2 separate regions of the Gossypium hirsutum genome follow, and region 2 is linked to region 1. The links are chromatin contacts, called in public Hi-C maps. All regions are on one chromosome and are shown on one strand. Each heading gives the region's core, a stretch centred on a gene start, on an enhancer-like site or on the middle of the called end of the contact. The rest is flanking DNA. Distances are from core to core; before and after follow the strand shown. Region 1 has its middle 70 kb from the start of LOC121229556. Region 2 holds the start of LOC121229566 (probable methyltransferase PMT11).

Region 1 (4,742 bases), core at 937-3,436:
GTTAATAGTAAGCCGAAAGTGGATTGTATTATAGGAGATGGGGTCTTAGGGCTCGCACTTGATATTGCTGATGAGCTTGGAATTCCCATCATTCAGTTTCGTACCATTAGTGCTTGCAGTCTCTGGGCTTATTTTGCAATCCCTGATATGATCCATGCTGGGGAGCTTCCTATCAAAGGTATTATTCCTTTCTTTTTAACAACTTAACTCATCCATTAATCATAAGACGCTATTTCTTAAACTTCAAATTCGAATCCAGTGTCTTCTGGAAGCGAAGATAAATGAAAATTCTACACTAATTATTAGAGTTTGGGTTCACACTACGATGAGAGAAAATCCCGGTTTTGATTTGTCTCAAATTTATAGGGGTCGATTTCTTTAATAAAATTTCTAGTCCGTGTGTATCCACCTCACCGTGTTTTATATATAATTTAATTTTGCTATTAATTCTTATACTTTCTAAAAAGTTATAGATTTAGTTTTTGTACTTTTTAAACTAGTCAAATTTATTCTCTTTATTTTTTAAAATATAAAATTTTAGTCTTACCTCAGCAGTAATAATTAAATTCGTTTGGTTAAATTTAATTATTCGTACTATTCATAAAGTTATCAATTTAGTTTATTTTCTTTATTTGGATCATTCTAAATTTTTATATTTTTTCGAATTTTGAAATTTCAATCTTAATATAAATCACAGTCATTAATTCATTAATTAAATTTTTAATGAGTAATATGTAAAAATGATAAGTTGACATGAAATTACATATATAATAATATATTTGGCTATTTATATTTTAGTATTTTATTTTTAACTACATATCTATGTTGTAAATCTGTACTTTCCAGACATACACGTGATTTCTGATATCAAATAAGGCCTCTGACAAAACTACATGTGTTTGTGGAAGGAAATGAAGATATGGATCGACTAATAACAAGTGTTCCAGGCATGGAAGCTTTTCTTAGATGTCGAGATCTTCCAAGTTTTTGCCGAGCAAGCGACACCAAAGATTCAATTCTCCAACAGATCGCTCAAGAAACGAGAAAAAATTCCGAAGCCCGCGGACTGTTATTAAACACCTTTGAAGACCTAGAAGGACCAATATTATCCCATATGCGAACTAAGTTTCCCAAAATCTACACAATTGGACCTCTCAATCTACACTTGAAGACTAGACTTTTCAAGTCAGATCAAACATCTTCCGGTCCATCCTCGAATAATTTTCGGAAAGTCGATAGAAGTTGCTTGTCATGGCTTGATAAGCAACAAAAAGGATCCGTTGTTTATGTAAGTTTTGGCAGCCTTGCAGTGTTGTCAAGGGAGCAAGTTTTCGAGTTCTGGTTCGGGCTTGTCAATAGTGGGAAACGGTTTTTATGGGTTCTAAGGCCCGATAACATGCCTGAAAATGGCGGCGGAGATGATAAAGGGGTCAGTATACCGATCGAGCTTATCGAAGGGACTCAAAAAAGAGGATACAGAGTGAGTTGGGCGCCACAAGAAGAGGTGTTAGCTCATGAGGCCGTTGGTGGATTTTTGACACAACGGATGGAATTCAACATTGGAGAGTGTGGTGGAAGGAGTGCCTATGATTTGTTGGCCTTACTTTGCTGATCAACAATTGAATAGCAGATTTGTGAGTAAAGTGTGGGGATTGGGTTTAGATATGAAGGATTTGTGTGATAGGGAAGTTGTTGAGAAGATGGGGAATGATTTGATGGTGGAAAAGAGGGGGGAATTTGTGAAATCAGCTGCCAAAATGGCCAACTATGCCAAACAATGTGTAACTGTTGGTGGGTCTTCGTATTGCAATTTGGATCGTCTAGTTGAGGACATAAAATTGATGAACACCAATTTAGGCGAGTGATGTAGTTCAATCATCATCTTGTTTTACGATCATTTCTAAAATAATATCTACTAAAAATAGAAATTTAGTTAAAGTTTTAGGTTTTTTTTTCTAATAATCAATTAAAGTTGTAGGTCCATAGCTTATTTGATACCTTTTTTCCTTGTCTTTCCCGCTAGCTTTTAGTGTTTTCCAGCATTCTTTCAGGTTTACAACTTCCACTCACCCACGTCTTTTACCCCACTTCAAAGCAGTAAAATTAACTCCCTCATGGCCTCATCCTTATCCCTTTTTCAAATTCTTTCTACATGATTCAAACAGCAAAGATCCATACACTTTCTAAATACAGGCATGTACATCATTTATTTATCATAACCTCCACATGCACGCATATCTATAAGTAATATACTATGTATAGAATTCTATGCTACACATAAAAGTATTATAATCAGGGGCGAAGCCGGGTGGCATGGCCGGCTCCCCGTAAATTAACTTTTTTGGCTCTTAAATTTTTTTTAAAAAATTTATGTTAGTAAGGTAAAATTATATTTTGACCCCCTTAAAATTATAAAAATTCGATTTAATTATTTACAAATTATAAAGATATAAACTATAAAAAATTAAAATTTTATCCGATCCCCCTAAAAATTTACTCTGGCTTCGCCCCTAATTATAATATAATATTTTAGATATATCAACAAATAAAACTTATAAAATAATATAACATTAACAGGCGGAACATATAGAATTCTATAATTGTTCTCATTTTATTATTTTACAATATAATAAAGAAAGAAAAAGAAAATTGATAACATGCTTATATTATTGGATCTTCCTATGAAAATAATACTAATTTTATTAAGATTAAATAATAAACAACAATCTAAATATAAAATGAGCTTAGTCCTCAAATTAAGATTAAACGACAAAATATGGTGATTACAACATGTTTGGAGATAGATTTCACTTTCATAAAATCTGCTGATAGATTTCACTTTCATAAAATCTGCTTTTCAATAATTATCTATATTTCCAATTAGATACAGATCATTTTCTTGGTGCATAGCTAGTAGTTCACCATGCCTTTGAGATGCCTTAATATCCTTTTAAATGCTTTCTAATGGGGTTAACCTCGATTCGATTGATATCTACTTACTAGTCCAACTTCATAGCATGTATACATCATCGTATACATAAAGTTTATAATTACACTAAAATAAGGAACTTTGTCCATTTGAGCCTTTTCTTGTGGATAAGCTTAGGTTTTCACCTCTCCAACAAGAGTATCAATTAGCTTACAATTTTTCATTCTAAATCATTCAAGGATTTTCTTAATGTATGACTCTTGCAAAAGAGCTATGATCCTCTTAAAATGATCTTGAGTAATCTTTACTCTATGAATGTAACCTGCATTTCAAGGTTGGAAGATAACCAATCTTTTATCGTAACTATATACTCATTGTTTCTAGCCAATAGTATGACATCCACGTAAAGTGACAAGATTATAAACTTGTCCTTGTCTTTTTGACATACACACAATATCTTCATCAATATGGTAAAATCATACAAAATGATTGTTTGATGAAATTTTATATACCACTATTTGATGAAATTTATATACCACTATCTAAAAGATTGCTCAAGATTGTTAATTGATCTTAGTAACTTGCACACTTTGTGCTCTTGACTTTTATAAACAAAACTTATAAGTTGCTCCACGAAGATTTTTTTCTTGCTCTCTGTTTAGAAAAGTAGTTTTCACATCCATTTGGTGCAACTCCAAATTTAAACTTGCTACTACTGTTAGAAGTAAGTATATTAAGGTAAATCTCATGACAAGAGAGAAAGACTCTTTGTAGTCTATTCCCTCTTGTTGGGTATAACTTTTCACTACAAGGCGTGCCTTGTATCTTTCAATTGTGTCATCAGATTTACACTTAATTTTGAGAACTCATTGTTCCCGATTGCTTTTCGTCCTTTTAGTAGATCAACCAATTCCCAAATATGGTTTGATCTCATTGACTCCATTTTTTCTTATATTGCATTCATCCATTTATCTTTTGAGTAATCATGAAAGCTTCTCTCTTTATGTCAAAACAATATTGAGGTATATGTCTACGACTACCACACTTAACATGAGATTCTTGTGAAAGAATTTCAACATCTCTTGTTAAGTTCCAATCGAATAAGGCAACATTGTTACATTTATAAGGAAATGTAATAACCAATTTGAACTAATCAAATCACCAACATCTTTTATTTTATAAAGAGAAGAATCATGTTTAGTGTCACCTCTGTTAGGAAAATCATTTTCTAGAAATATGGCATATCGAGACTCAAATTCAGTAACGCTTTCATTTTCTTGTTCTCCTATAAACACATATTATTTTGAATGTTCAGAGTATCTTATAAATATACTATTTTTACCTATTGGACTTAATTTGTCATGTCGTGAGTAAGTTCATGGATATAAGCAGCGTGACCTCATGGCTTTAAATTACTAAGATTGCGTTTTCTACTAGCCTATAATTCTTAGGGAGTTGATGCAACATATTTAGAGGTAACTTGATTCAATACATAAGCAACTATCAATAAAGCATCACCCCAAAAAGTGATAGGCAAAGTTGCTTGTGCCATCATAGACCTGACCAGTCTTGGAAGCATTCTATTTCTTCTCTCTGCAACACCATTTTATTGTACAGTTCTCAGAATAATTAACTACCTATCTATCCATTTTTCATTGCACAAGTTTTTGAATTGATCAGACAACTATCATGTCCTCAATTGATTCTTAATGCCTTGACATTTTTTATCTCATTGATTTTCCACTAACATAACATATTTTCTGAAGTATTCTAATTATTTAGACTTGTTGGAAATAAAATAAAGAATACTGAA
Region 2 (4,742 bases), core at 962-3,461, 740 kb after region 1:
AACAAAAGTAACCTTAGTGATTTCTTGATGGTTGCTTGAGGAAGATGAAGGTAGCAACCATAGAGGTGAAAAATACCAATAAGGTCCAGTTTTTAACTAAGAAAAAAGAAATAGAGCTAAGTTCTATTAAAAGCTATGGATTAAAATAAAAGTATAAAGAATTTTTTTAGCATCAAAGTGCTATTAAGACAAACGTATAGTAAAAACTAATTAGTTAACAACTAAAACTACTAAAACCAAAAAAAGTTCTAAATTAAACCCTGGAAAAAATGAAGAAAACTAACTAGAAATCTAAAGAGATGAAAGAAAAGTAAAGACAAAAAGCTCTCTTAGTTCTCAGCTAAAAGTGGCTTTTAAACATCTGATTACAATAAAAAAAAAGTTGACTAGAATGCCCATAGAAGCTATGTTTTGATTGGGTAATGTGTTAGACAAAAGACTACCCTTACAGCTAATTTCTCCCCATTAGGCATCGGTGTCGCAACACCCAGGCTTCGATGTTGCGACACCCAAAATAGTGGCAAATTTGTGGATCTTAGTGTTGGATCTTATGCCCTAAGTGTAATATTTTCGTCTAAGTATACTTGTAATTTTTTAAATAGATTGATTAATAAAACTATTCATGAATTACATATTGATTAATAAAACTATTGCACTATTGCACTTCAGTGCATTCTTGTACTATTTTTGTCTATCCTATGTGTTTTGTTAAGTTTACATTGGGCCTCCGTTGAATAATAAAAGACAAAAATAAAGCTAAGAATAATATGACAAGGTTATGAGTCAGTGATGGAATGGCAATGAAAGAAATTATAATGATTGAGTTATAGTATAGAGTTACTAATACTAATACTAATATGTTTTACACTTTTTTATTACAATGTTATTGTACTATATTTTTATTTAATTAATAAAAGGCAAGTTTAATTCTCGTTGTACTTACTAAGCTTTCATAAGCTTAACGTGTTATTTCTAATGCGTAGGTAAAATTGTGACATGAGGATTTTCTAAGGATCAATGTCTTTGCATCTCTTCCTATCCCAAGAGCTTGGAGAAGAGTATGCTATCTCCACTATTTTGTTTTTAAGTATATGGCATGTACCTAGGTGAATGTTTATGTAAGTAAATAGGGAACTAATTGATTCCCACATTTGAGTTTGATGTGTTTTAGTGAGTAAATATAAGGTATTATTTGGTATATGAGTTCTGGTTTGTGTTTGGAATGAGTATGAACGATTTTGGTATGGTTTGGGTGTGCTTGAAAATAGAATTTTTAGGTCCCCTATTCTAGGCCTTGAGACATGTGAAATGTGTCTCGAGACGTACAAACTTCAAAGGTAAATATCTACAGTAACCGAACCATGTCTCAAGACATAAAGGACTTTGTGTCGAGATAGGACAACATCGAAGCTAAACTTCTACAGTGTCATGGCAATGTCTCAAGACATGTAGGCCTTGATCTCAAGACATACAAACTTGCAGTTGAAATTTTTTATTCCAATTAAATAAGACTTGAAGCAAATTTTATATGCAATTAATCTTTATTAATAGTCTAGTTATATTCCTAAAAGTGTAAAAAAGTCTTCAATTCATTATTAAAAGTTTAATTTAAAAGTGTTTGAAATCATAAATGTATGTTCAATGTTCAATGTTCAATGTTCAATGTTCAATGTTCAATATAACATTTGTTACTTGAGTTCACTCAGGTAAGGAGTGTTACACATGTGGTAGTATATAATTAGCCTACATGTAAACTTTTGGTAGGAATTAAGATCGTTAGACGAAAGTACTAAATTGATAGACGAGAATTAAAATTCAAGTATCACGTTAGACAAATTTTTGTTAAAGTACAAGTGTATTTTTTTGCCATTATCCCAATTTATATTGATCATAATACAAATTATTATAATTCTAAAAATTTAACATTTATATTTAAGTGTTTTTACTTCCTCAATCATATTGTTACGATTTTTTAACAAACTTTTAATAAATAATATAATATATATTAATTAATACACAATTAACTCGTGGATTATATATAAAAAAAAACTAATTAATATCTATATCATTAGATTTGATCACTTCAATTAAACAAAATTTTACTCGATACTTATAGGTCTGTTTCATATTTGATTAAAGAATACATATAATTATCATAAATTTTTTTCAGCACAACTATATTTTAAAAGAAGTTAAAATTTAAAGAATTGTAAATTTTAAAATTTCATTGTGATGTTTGATAACTTGTATTTGAGTCGTGCTTATTGTAGAAATACATTTTGAGTTGAGTATGAGATGTATAACATGGATTTAAACTTAGTTATTATATTAAATCAATTTTAAAATAAATTTCACAGATGAAGATAAATTTTCGTTCACCGACAAGTGACGCTAGCAAAACACAAATCAATCGAATCTCCAGCTTTGGGAAAATTTTAAAGAAAGTCAGTACTTCAAGCCACTGATTCAGAAAACGACACTCCGGATCTCCGCCATTCGCCGTCGTTTTGAAGCGTTTCTCAACCATGAAACTTCTCGGCCATGTCGATTCCCTCAAAAGCCAAACGTCGATCAAATTCGCGGCCTTTATTTTTATTTCCGTCGCTTCCTTTTACTTAGGCAAACACTGGTCCGACGGTTCCCGACTCATCTTCTTCTCCCGCCAATCCCCTTCTGGAACGACGTCGTCTTCTTCTTCCATCGCTCTTTCTCCTAATCTCAATAAAGAATTCAATGTCTCCGCTCTCATTGACACTCCGGAACCTCCTCGTTCAGCTAAAAGCGAAGGAAAGTGGGCGTCGGGGTCTTTGAAAGCTCCGCCTCCACCTCCAGAGTTCAAGATTTACGGGATCGTAGATGAGAATGGTACAATGTCGGATAAGTTTGAGATCGGGGAGTTTGATACGGATTTGGTGGAGAATTGGGATAACGGAACGGAGGTTGAGGCGGAAACGGGTAAAGAGGAGGTTAGGTCTACCTTTAGAGTGAAGAAGTTTGGGTTTTGCGGAGAAAATATGAGAGAGTATATACCGTGTTTGGATAACGTGGAAGCGATTAAGAGGCTTAAATCGACGGAGAGAGGGGAGAGATTTGAACGACATTGCCCGGAGAAAGGGAAAGGATTGAATTGCTTGGTTCCAGCTCCAAAAGGATATTGCCCTCCGATCCCTTGGCCTAGGAGCCGCGATGAGGTAAATAATTCTATTTAATTTTGAAAAATACATGTTAAAAGTAAATAGAATAGCGAATTATTGATGTAATGTTTTTCTAGATTATTTAACTACTGGGTCTGAGCTCGTTGAATACTTAAGCTTAACATGGAGAATATGGGGCTCAGTTGGAGTCACTAGTGGAAAAATTAGAATCAACAGTATCTGAGTTGGCTTTTTTCTGTTTTTGGGTGTTTAGAAAGTGCAAATTAAATAGAATGTAGAATATCGAACTGAGCTTGTGTGATTGAGTCATGAGTTGATAATTAGAGCCAACTGGCTGTTTCGGAAGTGGTTAGGAAGGAGAAATTAAATGGTTTGTAGTTTAGCTGGACAAGGAGAGTTTGCGTTTAGTGTAAGATTACATGCCTTAAAGTTAAAGTACTAAAATGGATTTGGCATCTTTAGATCTTTATAGGAAACGTAGTATAATGAAAAACGGTAGACAAGCTTAACTTATATGTGTGTTTTTGGACTGCATTGATGCGAAATTCCAAAATCTTAAAATTTGGAGCTAGTCACCCTTTGCTTTTGTTATTTTAATCAGTTTAGTCCTCTTCCTAAATAAAATTTAAGTCTAATTGAAAACAAAAATTTCTAGATGTCATATTTTAAAATTATAATTATTATATTTACTTTAATGATTAATTTATTAGTATATTAATTATGATTATAGTTATGACTTATAAATTTATTTCAACATGAGTTAGTTACTTATTGATATATAAATTGTAATAAAACAATAACAATAACAATTATAATAATTTATTTTAATTTTATAGAAATTGAGACAAAAAATATTAAAGGAACTAAACTTGTTTTAAAAAATTAAATTCTATCAATCTAGTAAAATTTACTGCTAAGTAATCTTACATCTCGCCAACCGAACCTCTAGCCTAATGAACAAAACAAGGTAATGTAACATACTGGGTATTCCACTTTGTAATTTAACATTCTCATAATCCTATTACGAAATATAATCTTACATTCCTACCCCCCTTAAAAATGAGACTTTAATTCTCATAAAAGCTCTCTAATGATTGACCAAGTAAAGTCCTTTTTCAATCTTCAATGTTATATTTCAACTGAAACTCTTGTTTTCTTCATGTCTAAGTAAGCTTCCTATGGATGACTATTCTTTTGGTTCATTAAGGTTAAATTTGAATTGCAATGTGGGCTCCCAAGCTGCTCGATATGATTTAAGTACTGATCCCAAGCCTTCAACTCAAAAAACCTGTATTGAATTTGTCCAGAAATTTCTGCTCGTGCAATCTTTATTAAAACGGCTATAACTTGATCCCCTGGACTCGGATTATCGTATTTCAAAGTGCATTATGAAGCTAAGAGACAGCTATTTGATTTATAATGAGACAACTCTACTCAGTAATGCTCGAATCTCATTTAAAAATACATTGCAAGATGGATGATGTTCCAAAATTAAAAAAACTCTATCCAATTGTTCCAAATGAAAGAAGAATGAAGAAGATTAGTGCATTTTAGGTTTTGAAAGCAATTTTAGCGGTAAAAGCTTTC

What was found. Hi-C and Micro-C count contacts between places; a contact is called where the count stands out from the background.
Region 2: a contact with region 1 is called in a Hi-C map of leaf, with 1.7 times the contacts expected there. The contact joins the promoter of LOC121229566 here to the enhancer-like site in region 1. A contact is called at or near these places in 2 of 34 Hi-C or Micro-C datasets (callus and leaf).

The regions. Positions count from the first base shown.
Region 1 is chrA05:95,735,990-95,740,731 of Gossypium_hirsutum_v2.1, forward strand. It overlaps the pseudogene LOC107957119. Among protein-coding and RNA genes, the nearest start is that of LOC121229556, 70 kb to the left of the region's middle. Within about 2 kb of position 2,187, at least 7 of the 9 cell types and tissues checked have an H3K27ac peak or open chromatin away from gene starts, as enhancers often do. A contact at or near this core is called in leaf, where this site is marked.
Region 2 is chrA05:96,471,617-96,476,358 of Gossypium_hirsutum_v2.1, forward strand. It overlaps LOC121229566 (probable methyltransferase PMT11), which reads left to right and starts at 2,212. Exons shown (of 9, transcript XM_041114171.1): 1 at 2,212-3,191. The coding sequence starts at 2,526.